2 separate regions of the Rattus norvegicus genome follow, and region 2 is linked to region 1. Evidence: chromatin contacts called from public Hi-C data. All regions are on one chromosome and are shown on one strand. The core of a region is the stretch at or near the end of the contact, and the rest is flanking DNA. Distances in the headings are between cores, read along the strand shown. Region 1 has its middle 18 kb from the start of Musk. Region 2 has its middle 34 kb from the start of Or2k2.

The links. A called contact is a pair of places that touch in the nucleus more often than the background predicts.
Region 2: a contact with region 1 is called in a Hi-C map of Schwann cells, with 19 times the contacts expected there. The contact joins two enhancer-like sites. A contact is called at or near these places in 11 of 12 Hi-C or Micro-C datasets (the A7r5 cell line, the Rat2 cell line, Schwann cells and 6 more) and 1 of 1 datasets of contacts at active chromatin or transcription factors (oligodendrocytes).

The regions. Positions count from the first base shown.
Region 1 is chr5:77,832,699-77,838,456 of GRCr8, forward strand. No RefSeq gene overlaps it. Among named protein-coding and RNA genes, the nearest start is that of Musk, 18 kb to the right of the region's middle. Within about 2 kb of position 2,268, at least 36 of the 93 cell types and tissues checked have an H3K27ac peak or open chromatin away from gene starts, as enhancers often do. A contact at or near this core is called in Schwann cells, where this site is marked.
Region 2 is chr5:78,341,637-78,347,394 of GRCr8, forward strand. No RefSeq gene overlaps it. Among named protein-coding and RNA genes, the nearest start is that of Or2k2, 34 kb to the right of the region's middle. Within about 2 kb of position 2,950, at least 7 of the 93 cell types and tissues checked have an H3K27ac peak or open chromatin away from gene starts, as enhancers often do. A contact at or near this core is called in Schwann cells, where this site is marked.

The DNA.
Region 1 (5,758 bases), core at 1,018-3,517:
CTATGAACGAGGGTTTGTTCATCCCATTGACAGCAATAACTATCATTAGAATACTTAGTTTCCTACGTTTAGTTTTGAAAGGTGAATCAGGTCAATTTACGTCCCATTTGGCCTGTGTCATCTGGGTCAGAGTTTCTCTCTGAGATAAACAAGGTTGACAAAGCAGTTACAGAGCAAAGTACACCCCTATACACCACTTCCTTCCTGGCAAAACCAACTCCTCAGCCACCCCCAGGCTCACTCTCTACCGCCCTTGCACACATTCATGTGATTACTCAGATCCTGAAATCCCAGTGAATGACTGGACCCTGGCATCAACAAAGACCCTGCTCCTCAGCTCAGGCTTCCTGAGAAGGTTCTGATGCCTGGTGCATTTCACACAGACTCAGAGAGTGGTGCCCACGGGTCATGCTGCATGTTTCAGAGACATTTACTTAAACTACCTGAGAAATAGAGTTTAGGCACGTGCACAGCTGTGCTTCAACTTCTCACAGGGTACAGCTTGCTTAGGTCCACAGGCCTCCCAACAGTTCTCCTGGGTGTACCATGCAGCTGGCTAATAGTGGGGCAGTACTCCAGCCTTTCACAGCTTTGCCACTCCTCCTCCTCCCCTTCCTCCTCCTCCTCTTCCTCCTCTTCTTCCTCCTCTTCTTCTTCCTCTCCTTCCTCTTCCTCCTCCTTCTTCTTTATAGACTTTTAATCTTATATTGCTTTGTTTAATTTTTTTTTACTGGTCTTTGTTGGTTTATTATAATTCCAATTATGTGTGTATGTGTGTATGCTTTTATTTCCTTATTTCTAAATTAAATGTTTTTGCCTGTTTGCTTTCTCTTTTTTTTTTAAATTGGATTTTTTAAAATTTACCTTTCAAATGTTATCCCCTTTCCTGGTTTCCCCTCTGGAAACCCCCTATCCTATCCCCGCTCCCCCTGCTTCTATGAGGGTGTTCCCTACTCTCCCCCTCCCCTGCCCACTCCCTCCTGCCTCCCCGCCCTGACATTCCCCTACACTGGGGGCATCAAGCCTTGGCAGGAGCAAGGGCTTCTCCTCCCATTGGTGCCCAACAAGGCCATCCTCTGCTACATATGCACCTAGAGCCATGGGTGTCTCCATGTGTACTCTTTGAGTAGTGGTTTAGTCCCTGGGAGCTCTGGTTGGTTGATATTGTTGTTCTTATGGGGTTGTAAGTCCCTTCAACTCCTTCAGTCCTTTCTCTAATTCCTCCAATGGGGACCCTGTTCCCAGTTCAATGGTTGGCTGAGAGCTTCGCTTCTTTTAGCAGCCGTCCTGATTTTATAAAGTATGAAGGTTACCAACCCATTCCTACCCAAATTTCCCGGTTACCCAGTAGGATGTCCTAGGGACCCAGATGTTGCTAACAAAACTGTGACACATCTGGATAAGGCCAAGGCTTCAGGTTGTACTAGACCCTGACAATCATGCTGGGAGGTCGTTGAGTGCGCAGGCACCAAGGGCCTGCTGGGAAGACTGGGGGCTATTAGTGCTTTCGATTTAGCTCCATTGTCAAGATGAAGCTAAAGAACATCAGAAATAAGGCATTTATCACTAGTAGTTGGTCAGGGCCAGGCTCTTTGTCACAGAAGTAGCTGTTAATTGGGCTTCATATACCAAAGTGCACCAACCCTAACCTCATTTCCATATCTAGATTTAGTTTTTGCTGCTTTCTGGGCCCTGAGAAAGAGATTTCCTGTCGCTCTATAGTTTTCCTACCCTTTGTTCTTTGTGTTATACAGTCTTTTTCCTTTCTTTTAAAATATTACTCTAAATAAGCTTTCTTGTGCACTGTAGTTAGTAGCCAGTTGTAAGCCCCGTGACAAATATTTACCGTTAAATTCTGTTAGAAAACAGGGCTCTCTCATTCCTGATGTTTATGTATGAGCTTGATTTGCATACAAGTCCTGGTTATTCTCATGAGAGGAGCACTGTAATCCTATTGACCTACTTGGGACCGGAATGTCTGTTTATGTGTGCCTGGTACAGATATCACATATCCTGCTTATTATTTTGCCCGTTCTGTTTTGCAAGTTATCATGGACGTTGATTTTTTAATCCAGTAAGAACAGCGTGCTATGCAAAAGCATGTTAGGGTACAAGGCCAAGTTCAGCTGTCAACTTTTAAACAAATGTTTAAGTTGATTTTCTGCAGCAAACCTTCATTACTTGACGTGTGGGGGAGTTGAACGTCCATCTGGGTATGAGTTAGAATAGAAGCCTGCTTACTGCCTGTGAGTCAGGCATGGACTGCGCTGTGGGTTGTGCCACCAGCTGGCCTGCTGCATGACACAGAATTGTCTCCGCAAGCCACAAATTACATCTGTCTATCCCTCTATTTGTTAGACAATCTGGCACCGGGGACAGCTGAGAAGAAAGACTTTAAAACAGCTCCCTTGATTGATGTGTGTAGAGCCATCTCTAAATCCAAGTAAAAAGTTAAGTGCTATCAAGAACACGTAAATCAAGCGTGACCCTCTTTGAGCCCTGACAGGGTCTGACTAAGGCCACGTGACACCCACATGTGCAAGCTACAACTGACTTACGTTCAACGGTAGAACCAAAGCCTGCTTGCACCGAGCATTTAAATAGGTCACCTTCTAAACTTGGTTCAGCTGTGAGATGGAGTGCAAGGCCCAGTAGGTAAGCCATGACAGATTTCTGTCAGGAGGGTGAAGGATCAGTCACGAACGCAGAACGTGGGTGATGCCAAGGAGGCTGTTGGGAGATCATCTGTGACCAATGAGTGGGCACAATACATGGCGTACATATAAATAATACATGTTAGCTAAATGCCAATCACTTGAGCTTCACTTTGAGCAGAACCCAGTGCTGGGCCTTCAGGAGTTATAACAACAACTTTCTATGCCTATGAAAATTCTATCTGTAGAATGGCACCTGATGCATCGGGTAGAGCTTAAAACAAACAAAAATCCCAAAACGACCCGCAACTCTCACCGGCAACAACCAACACCAGCTCTGAAGAATTTTCTAGAAGAGTGCGAAGCGCAAGAAATCAACCACAAGCCTAAATATGTAAACTAGAAGTATGCGCGAAAAACAAGAAAGTGGTCCAGGAGCCACTGGGCTCCCTGACTTCCTGTCACCATGGCCATTTCCCCAGACTCTGCTGCTGCCACTCACCACAATGAATGAACCCCTAAAGCAACACTTTGTTTTGCTTTTGCATGAAGAATCTTTCTGGCTCACCCTGGTCACGTGATCATGTGATATGCTTTAGTTCCCAAGGAAGTAGAAACTGGAAGCCTCAGCATCATTAACGAGAGACAGGGTCTTGATGCCAAAGCAGGTCTTGAAAATGGAAGGGCGAAGGGTCTGGAGATTAGTAGCGAAGAAAATGTGTGTGTGTGTGTGTGTGTGTGTGTGTGTGTGTGTGTGTGTGTATGCATGTGTGTGCACATGCACACACACACAGTATAGCAGTGGTGAGTGTCTGCATTGGAAACTAGATTTTTGTTTGCTTATTTACACATAATTAAAGACTTGTTTCTGCTTTTTTCTAATTTGTTGTTGTTGTTGTTGTTGTTGTTGTTGTTGTTGTTGTTGTTGGAGATTGAACCCAGAAGTGGCAAGTGTCCCACTCCTGAGCTGATCTAATGAGGTCTCAGCTGACCCATGAGGCATGCAAAGGGATGTGGGAGTGGGCAGTCACGGCATGTGAGCCCCTTCTGCAGTGTCTCAAGACTGTCTCTCACAGCTTGCACACTGTGTGCCTGATGGTGTAACCTTGGATCCCATTCCTATCGTCACCCTACACCACCACCCTTAGCACTCTGAGGTTAGTGTCCTAGACCTGTGACAGCCCTGCCAACAGGTGCCCAGCCTTAGACCTGGGAGTGCCATCTACGACTAGGGCCTCTCTGGAGTAATACTTCTGAGTCCTGTCCTGTCTGTCACAGGCAGACGCAGGAGTGAGGCCTGGTGGACAGTGGAGCCTTTCCTATGATCTGCTGGTTCAAGTTCTCAACATTCAGAATGCCTTACTGAGTTTTGAAATGATTTGCTCCCTGAGGCAAGTGATTTGAAGTCAGTATTGAACAACGTTCTCTTGGTAGGCCTCTTCAACCCTGTGATGAATGACAGGGATCCCTGGATTTAGATGATTCCTTATTGCTCTATATAGATGTCGTTAGGCCACCATTTTCTGGGTCAGGTGCCCATCTCCCTCTACTAGCCAAAGTGATCTCTTCTCTTTTATTTTTTTCCTTTGCATCCTTTGGCACATTGCTTTTACTTGGCAGCCACAGAAAGGCACAAAATGAAAGAAAAATCATAAAGAATAGCTCTCATATCCCTGCACCCTATGGAATCCACTTCCTGGGAACTTAGTTCTTATCCTGACCACCAATGTACCTAGTTGGTGCCTTCGAGGCTCAAACACTAACCTCTGCGAGCATCCTCAGATTGCTCTCATGTTCCCTGGGTCCCGTGTATTCCCAACCCACCTCTCTGACACTGTCCCCTCCCCCTTCTTCCCTCCTCATCACCCATCTATTCCCTTTCCAGACAGGGTCTCATGCATCCCAGGATTGACTCAAACTTATTACTTAGCAGAGGAACTTCTGATCCTCCTGTCTTCACCTCCTTTTGCTAGGAGTGCACACACTCCCTGCTTCTGTAGAGCTGAAGGTAGATTTTTACGTTTTCTAGATGAGCCCTCCATCAACTGACCTATGTCCCCAGCTCACCGTATCTTGGTCATTTTCTGGTGCTGTGGGTAGAACCCAGGATCCTGTTCTGGCCAGGCAAGCATTCTACCACTGAGCTAAATCCCCAAGCCCTGCACTCATTCTTTTTTTTTTTTCTTTCTTTTTTTTTCCCCGGAGCTGGGGACAGAACCCAGGGCCTTGCGCTTGCTAGGCAAGCGCTCTACCGATGAGCTAAATCCCCAACCCCCCCCCCCCCCCGCACTCATTCTTAATGGTTGATGTCATCACTCTCCTCCTTGGCCAGGGTGCAGATTTCTTGCTTAGAGACTTGCCCATCTCTGTAACCCCAGAGTTAAGTTCAGTTTCTTGAATAAACGCTCCTGTTTAGGAAAGAGGTGGGAAAGACAAGGAATAGGTTTTTCTTGCACCTCCTACCTTTTTTTTCCCCCAAATCTGAGACATTTATGACCTGATTTGCTTTGTTCTCCCAACTTGGAGATCACAAGTAAAAAATAAAGAACTAAATGCCATAGAGCCACTGATGATTTTTATCTCTGTAATATTGAAAGCCAACCAGCTGCTCATAAACAATTAATAATAGAGAACAGTTACACAAATGTATCTTTTCATGACAGTTGCCAGATAATACCCACTTGTTAATAACGTGGCATTCTGTACTGGCAGAAAAATGAATTGTTGACTGTGAAAATACCACTCGGTCATATCACTGTCCCTAAACAATATACAATCTCATCTTTCATGGCTCTCAGCTGTGCACTGCTTGGAAGACATTTTAGACACAAGCCAATGTTCTACATAAAACAAATGCTCAGTAAAGGCACATCGAATTCCAGTTGAACGGAACTTGCCCTACTGCAAAGGGCACATAAATGAATAAATACAAGGAAATCCCCTCCACACAGGCATGCACACACAGGCACACACAGGCACACACACACACAGGCACACACACACACACACACACACACACACACACACAGGCACACACACAATCCTCAGAGCAGCTGGGACATATTAGAAGTTGGAGGACTTTTGTTAGTTCAGATGTTTCGGGT
Region 2 (5,758 bases), core at 1,700-4,199, 510 kb after region 1:
GAAAAAGGCTCAAAAAAATTTCCAAGCAAATGGTCCCAAGAAACAAGCTAATTCTAATATCGAATAAAATTGACTTTCAACCAAAAGTTATCAAAAAAAAAATAAGGAAGGACACTCCATACTCATCAAAGGCAAAATCTATCAAGATGAACTCTCAGTTTTGAACATCTGTGCTCCAAAAGCAAGGGCACCCACATTCGTAAAAGAATTCTTACTAAAGCTCAAAGCATACATTGTACCACACACAATAATAGTGGGAGACTTCAATACCCTGTTCTTATCAATGGACAGATCATGGAAACAGAAACTAAACAGAGACACAATGAAGCGAAAGAAGTTATGAACCAAATGGATTTAACAGATATTTATAGAACGCTTCATCCTAAAACAAAAGAACATACCTTTTCCTCAGCACCTCATGATACCTTCTCCAGAATTGACCATATAATCAGTCACAAAACAGACCTCAACAGATACAAGAAGATTGAAATAATCCCATGCATGCTATCAGATCACCACAGACTGAGGCTGGTCTTCAAGAACAACAAAAACAACAGAGAACTCACATACGCATGGAAGCTGAACAAACTCTACTCAATTGTGGGGCGGCAGGCTGTGAAAGGTACCCTGATTCCTGGTTGAGACAAGCTGAATCCATGGGGATCCTTTGGGATGGCAGGAGAATTACCAGTCTCCCAGGAGATCTGGCCCCACTCATGAAGCTACAGCCCCCCCCCCCCCCCCCCCCGACAGGTCACATAGGCTCAAGACAGATCAGTCATGTAGAAGCAGGGCCACGCCTCCAAATATGTAAATGAGGCATTCCCAAGCTCTCAGGTCAAACCAATAGGAAGTACCTGCTGTCAGACCTTGACCCATCCGGAAACTGTATTAAAGAATCCTATTCAGAAGGATTAAAGGTGTGCAGGAATTACTCCATTGTCTGAGAGCTTCTGTCATAAGAGCTGTAATACCACCACCTGGAGAAGAGACCTGCTCTCCTGAAATTGCCACCAGAAGCTAACTGCTCTGCACCCCTCACCAGCTAGTCAGTCCCTTGCTGGCTCAGCCCGGGCCAAAGTCTTGTTTCAGTGGTGGAAACGGGCAGAGCAGCACCAGCAGCGGAGAAGGGTGAAAGCAGTCTCCTCCTCTTGTCTGAGTTCTCTCCCCTTTGCCAGAACCCACGCACCTAGCCGGACCAGAGCTGTCCATGGAAAACTTCAAGCACACAGGCCAATACTCAATGATAACTTGGTCAAGGAAGAAATAAAGAAAGAAATTAAAGACTTCTTAGAATTTAATGAAAATGAAGGCACAACATACCCAAACTTAGGGGACACAATGAAAGCTGTGCTAAGAGGAAAACTCATAGCTCTGAGTGTCTGCAGAAAGAAACAGGAGAGAGCATATGTCAGCAGCTTGACAGCACACCTAAAAGCTCTAGAACAAAAAGAGGCAAAAACACCCAAGAGGAGTAGAAGGCAGGAAATAATCAAACTCAGGGCTGAAATCAACCAAGTAGAAACAAAAAGAACTATACAAAGAATCAACAAAACCAGAAGATAGTTATTTGAGAAAATCAAACAGATAAACTCTTAGCCAGACAAACCAGAGGGCACAGAGACAGCATCCAAATTAACAAAATCAGAAATCAAAAGGGAGGCATAACAACAGAATCTGAAGAAACTCAAAAAAAATTATCAGATCCTACTACTAAAGTGTATACTCAACAAAACTGGAAAATCTGGATGAAATGGACAATTTTCCAGACAGATACCAGGTACCTAAGTGAAATCAGATAAACCATGAAAACAGTCCTATAACTCCTAAAGAAATAGCTAAGTCCTACGGCCCCCTAAGACCGAAGTGTGCCCTGAAGTGTTTAAGTTAAGAAAGGCTGGGCATGGTTTCCGAGGTTTCCTGTGAATGTGTATCTGATCTGGATCTGGTGTCCAGCAGTTCTCTGCAAAAGAAAATGGAGCCAGATGCAGTGACAGCATCTGGAGTCCTGGGTGGTCTAGAGACTGAGGGAAGAGGATCACTTGAACCTTGTAGTATATCCCAGCCTGATAGAGGGAGGGAGGGAGGGAGGGAGGGAGGGAGGGAGGGAGGGAAGGAGGGAGGGAGGGAGGGAGGGAAGGAGGGAGGGAGGGAAAGAGGGAGAAAGCTTTAAGAAGGATTTGGTCAGAATTAATCAGGAATCCCTGTAGCAAATCATTTTTGTTCTGGACGTGGATCCTAGCAACGCCTTGCTGCTACTGTTTGGTACCCACCACATCCAGCCTCAGCCTTTTCTCCCCTTGGTTCAGGAGCCTCCTTCTGTCTCTTCAGAAGCCTGTGCTCAGTCGCAAGAGCCACACAACCAGCTGCACGACTTAAACTATGCTGGTCTGAAAACCCTGGGGCGATCTTGCCCACGACCCGATCTTCAAAGCCCAGCCTCTTGCCTGGACCTTGGACACCTTCCCATCTAGGAGGCAGATCTCCGCCATTCCTCCATGTGGTGCAGCAGAAGCTACGAATCTGCCTAAAATTGGACCCTTGCTCCGATATTGACCCTCTAAGAGATCAGCTTACTCCTCCATCTGTCTATGTGGGGAACCCTAACCTAGCATCCACCAACTGTGCGAAAGTCTTCAGCTCCACATCTCCTTGCACATAAACCAATCAGTAATCCCCCATTTTGTTGTTTCATCTGTTTGTTTTTTGTCTCTAATTTTGAATGCAACACTGTAGGTATTCTAAGTATAAGAAGTGCAAGCTTATTTCCTCACAAGCACACGCAACATTAAATATGCCTGGGAATCCCTTCTGTTTTAATTTGAAGCCCTTGGGTTTTGTTTGATCATAAACAATACTTAATTCGTGGTGGGCAGTCTGACGCGGGTCTGTGCATGGCGCATGGCCATCAGTGGGCAACCCTGTCTGCATCACAGCTTAAGGTGCCCACATCACCAGTCAAAATTCAGTTTGGCATCACTTCCTAGATGTGTGAAAATTCCATGCTTCTGAATATGAGTGGACCCCTGGCCATTTCTAAGGACTGAATGTGGCCCTTAATGTTTCAGAGATAATGGGTCCTGTGTTTGGTGTTCAGACTCTATGTCTCAAAGGGGAGCTTTGTCTGCTTAACATGAAAAAAAATTAGCTTCTGTATTTATTAGGAAAAGAACGGCAGCCCACACTCAAAAGAAACCACCCCTGACAGTGTTAAGTTAAAAGAGCCCATCATAGTGGGGAGCAGGAAGCAGAGATCTTACATCATCAAGTGAAGGCATGAAGCAAAGAGATTGAACAGGGGGGTGGCATGAGACTGTAAATGCTCTATAAGGTCTAGGATCCAGGTCTGCTGAGATGGTTCAGCAGGTAGAGACACTAGCCTGGTGACCTGAATTCTATCCCAAGGATCTACATGGTGGAAGGAGAGAGTTTAATCCCACAAGTTGTCCTCTGACCACACACGTGAACACTGTGACATATGAATACCCCTCTCACACAACATAAACAATACTCGTGTGTGTGTGTGTGTGTATGCATGTGTGTTCCAAAAATGAGAGAAAACAAGCAATATTTGCCTCTCTCAGTTTGGCTTCCACTTTGCTTAGTCTGTTGCTCTCCAGTTGTATCCATTTTCTAATGCATGACATAATTTCTCTCTTCCTTATGGCTGAATAAAGAATTTTCTGTTCTTTGAAGGCAAAGTGGTATCCTGTTGTACAACCCATAATGCACTTGGGTTGTACAACACTTGGGTCAGTTCCATGGCTGCGTAGTGTTATAATTAATTTGGGTGATCAAGCACATCTCTTCAACAAACTGATTTCAAATCCTTTGGAAATGAGCTCAGAAGTAGGATTTGCTGGGTTACAGCAGTTATATCGTTCTTCTTTTGAGGAACCTCCCTACGGTCCTCTAAAATGACTGTACTTTTAGAGTAGTCTGTTAAGCAACATATTCTAAGCATGATTCGAAACACTAAAAAAAAAATAGGTCGTACTTCTGTTATTTGATTTATTCCTTTTGTTCAAACAATTCACAAAATTAATCAAAATACTCTCCTGGGAGCTTGGGATCCAGATCAGTGATAGAGTGCACACTAAACATGCACATGGTCCTATGTTTAAATCCCAACACTAACCTTTTCTACGTTTAGAAAAAGCATTCATTCCAGCATGCAACATTTATTGTAATCATTTGAATTTATTTAAATGCCCTTTTCTATTGATGCCATCATGCAAGAAATGGGTTTCCCCCCTTTCTGTGTTTTGTATGTGATACTTTTCCAGGGTGATCTTGGAACACTTTACAATTTTTATTGCGGATCTTACGTGTTACATCATTGCTGGTGTGAAACTAGACATAATGGGAATGCAGAACATTCCATCGAATACTCTGCCAACTTTGTCACTTTCGGGCTACTAATCTGTGTGAAGGGACTACAGTGAAGGTGCTGTTCTTTTCATCACTATGAATCTGGGAGAATCAAGTGCTTTGCCCAAGACAGCCCCAGTGTTAGCAAACTGTGAGGTCAGGTGCAAGCCCCTGGTAAATCAGGTCTTCAATGCAGAGAGTACATCTTGGGTCAAGGGTCACAAATAGCAACCATAAGAACAGCAACCATACAACTATGTGAGTTTTTAATAAATATTATAAATGAAAATTAATGAGGACACGTCATTTCTAAAATATTAAATAATATAATTGTATGAAGTGTGTAGAAAAATAAAATTAAGTTTAAGGCACGGTTTAAATAATCTTGAAAGCAGTTTCAGTGCTAGGTTAACTTGGCCTAATGAGAGAATTCAAATCTCCCTAATTCATAGTTTACGTTTTCTACGGTATATCGTGATCCCAGACAATCCTTGTGGTTTATTTTATGGCAAAGCTAGGCAGCAGGAAGGACTTGGAACCTGAGTTCTTTCTCAGTCCCAACAGAGATCAGGCCCCAGCAAGACTGCGGTCAGAGGGCTGAGCAGCGCTGGGGCACAAGGCTGATCCTGGGGAATTTGTTTTGTGAAGAAACACGTGACGTGACGCGAAGTCTAGCTACGAAGCTGTTATTCTGTAACTTCAGCCTCAGCTAAAACCATTCCAAAAGGGCCAGGAGCGGAAGAGCGGGGTCTAACTAAGCTGCAGAGAGACGGAATTTTAACCAGCCTCCTTGGGGATATTACAAGCATCTTACAAAGGGGTCATATCCTGTTTCTTCCTCTGGTTGCTACAACTGAAGTTTGTATATTGGCTGTATCAACTAATGTGAATTTATAACCCAAAAGTAGCCAAAAAGAAATCCATACTCTCTCAAATGTGCATCTCTCCTAACTTACATCAGACACTGTTCTAATTCTCGTTTGGTTTGGTTTGGTTTCCTGTTATAGAAGGAAAAAAAAAAACATCTTTCTCATATCCTACTGTTATCGCAGAAGGTAAAATACTGACATAAAGGATAGGAGCTGTGAATTCGACATTAGAATAAAATAGCAAACATTAAGGGCCTTAATAACTACACAGTGCCCCCTAGTGTGAGCATAAAAATTAGCAGGAGCCCAGCCAAACAAATCGATTTCTTTTTATATTCTCTCTCTCTCTCTCTCTCTCTCTCTCTCTCTCTCTCTCTCTCTCTCTCTCTCTCTCTCTCTCTCTTTCTCTCTTTCTCTCGTGCTATGTCTTATCGGGTGTCCAAGGAGGATAGAAGTAGGTGTCAGATTCCCCCGGGTACTGCAGTTAGTGGAGTTATGAGGCCTTTTAAGTTGATTCA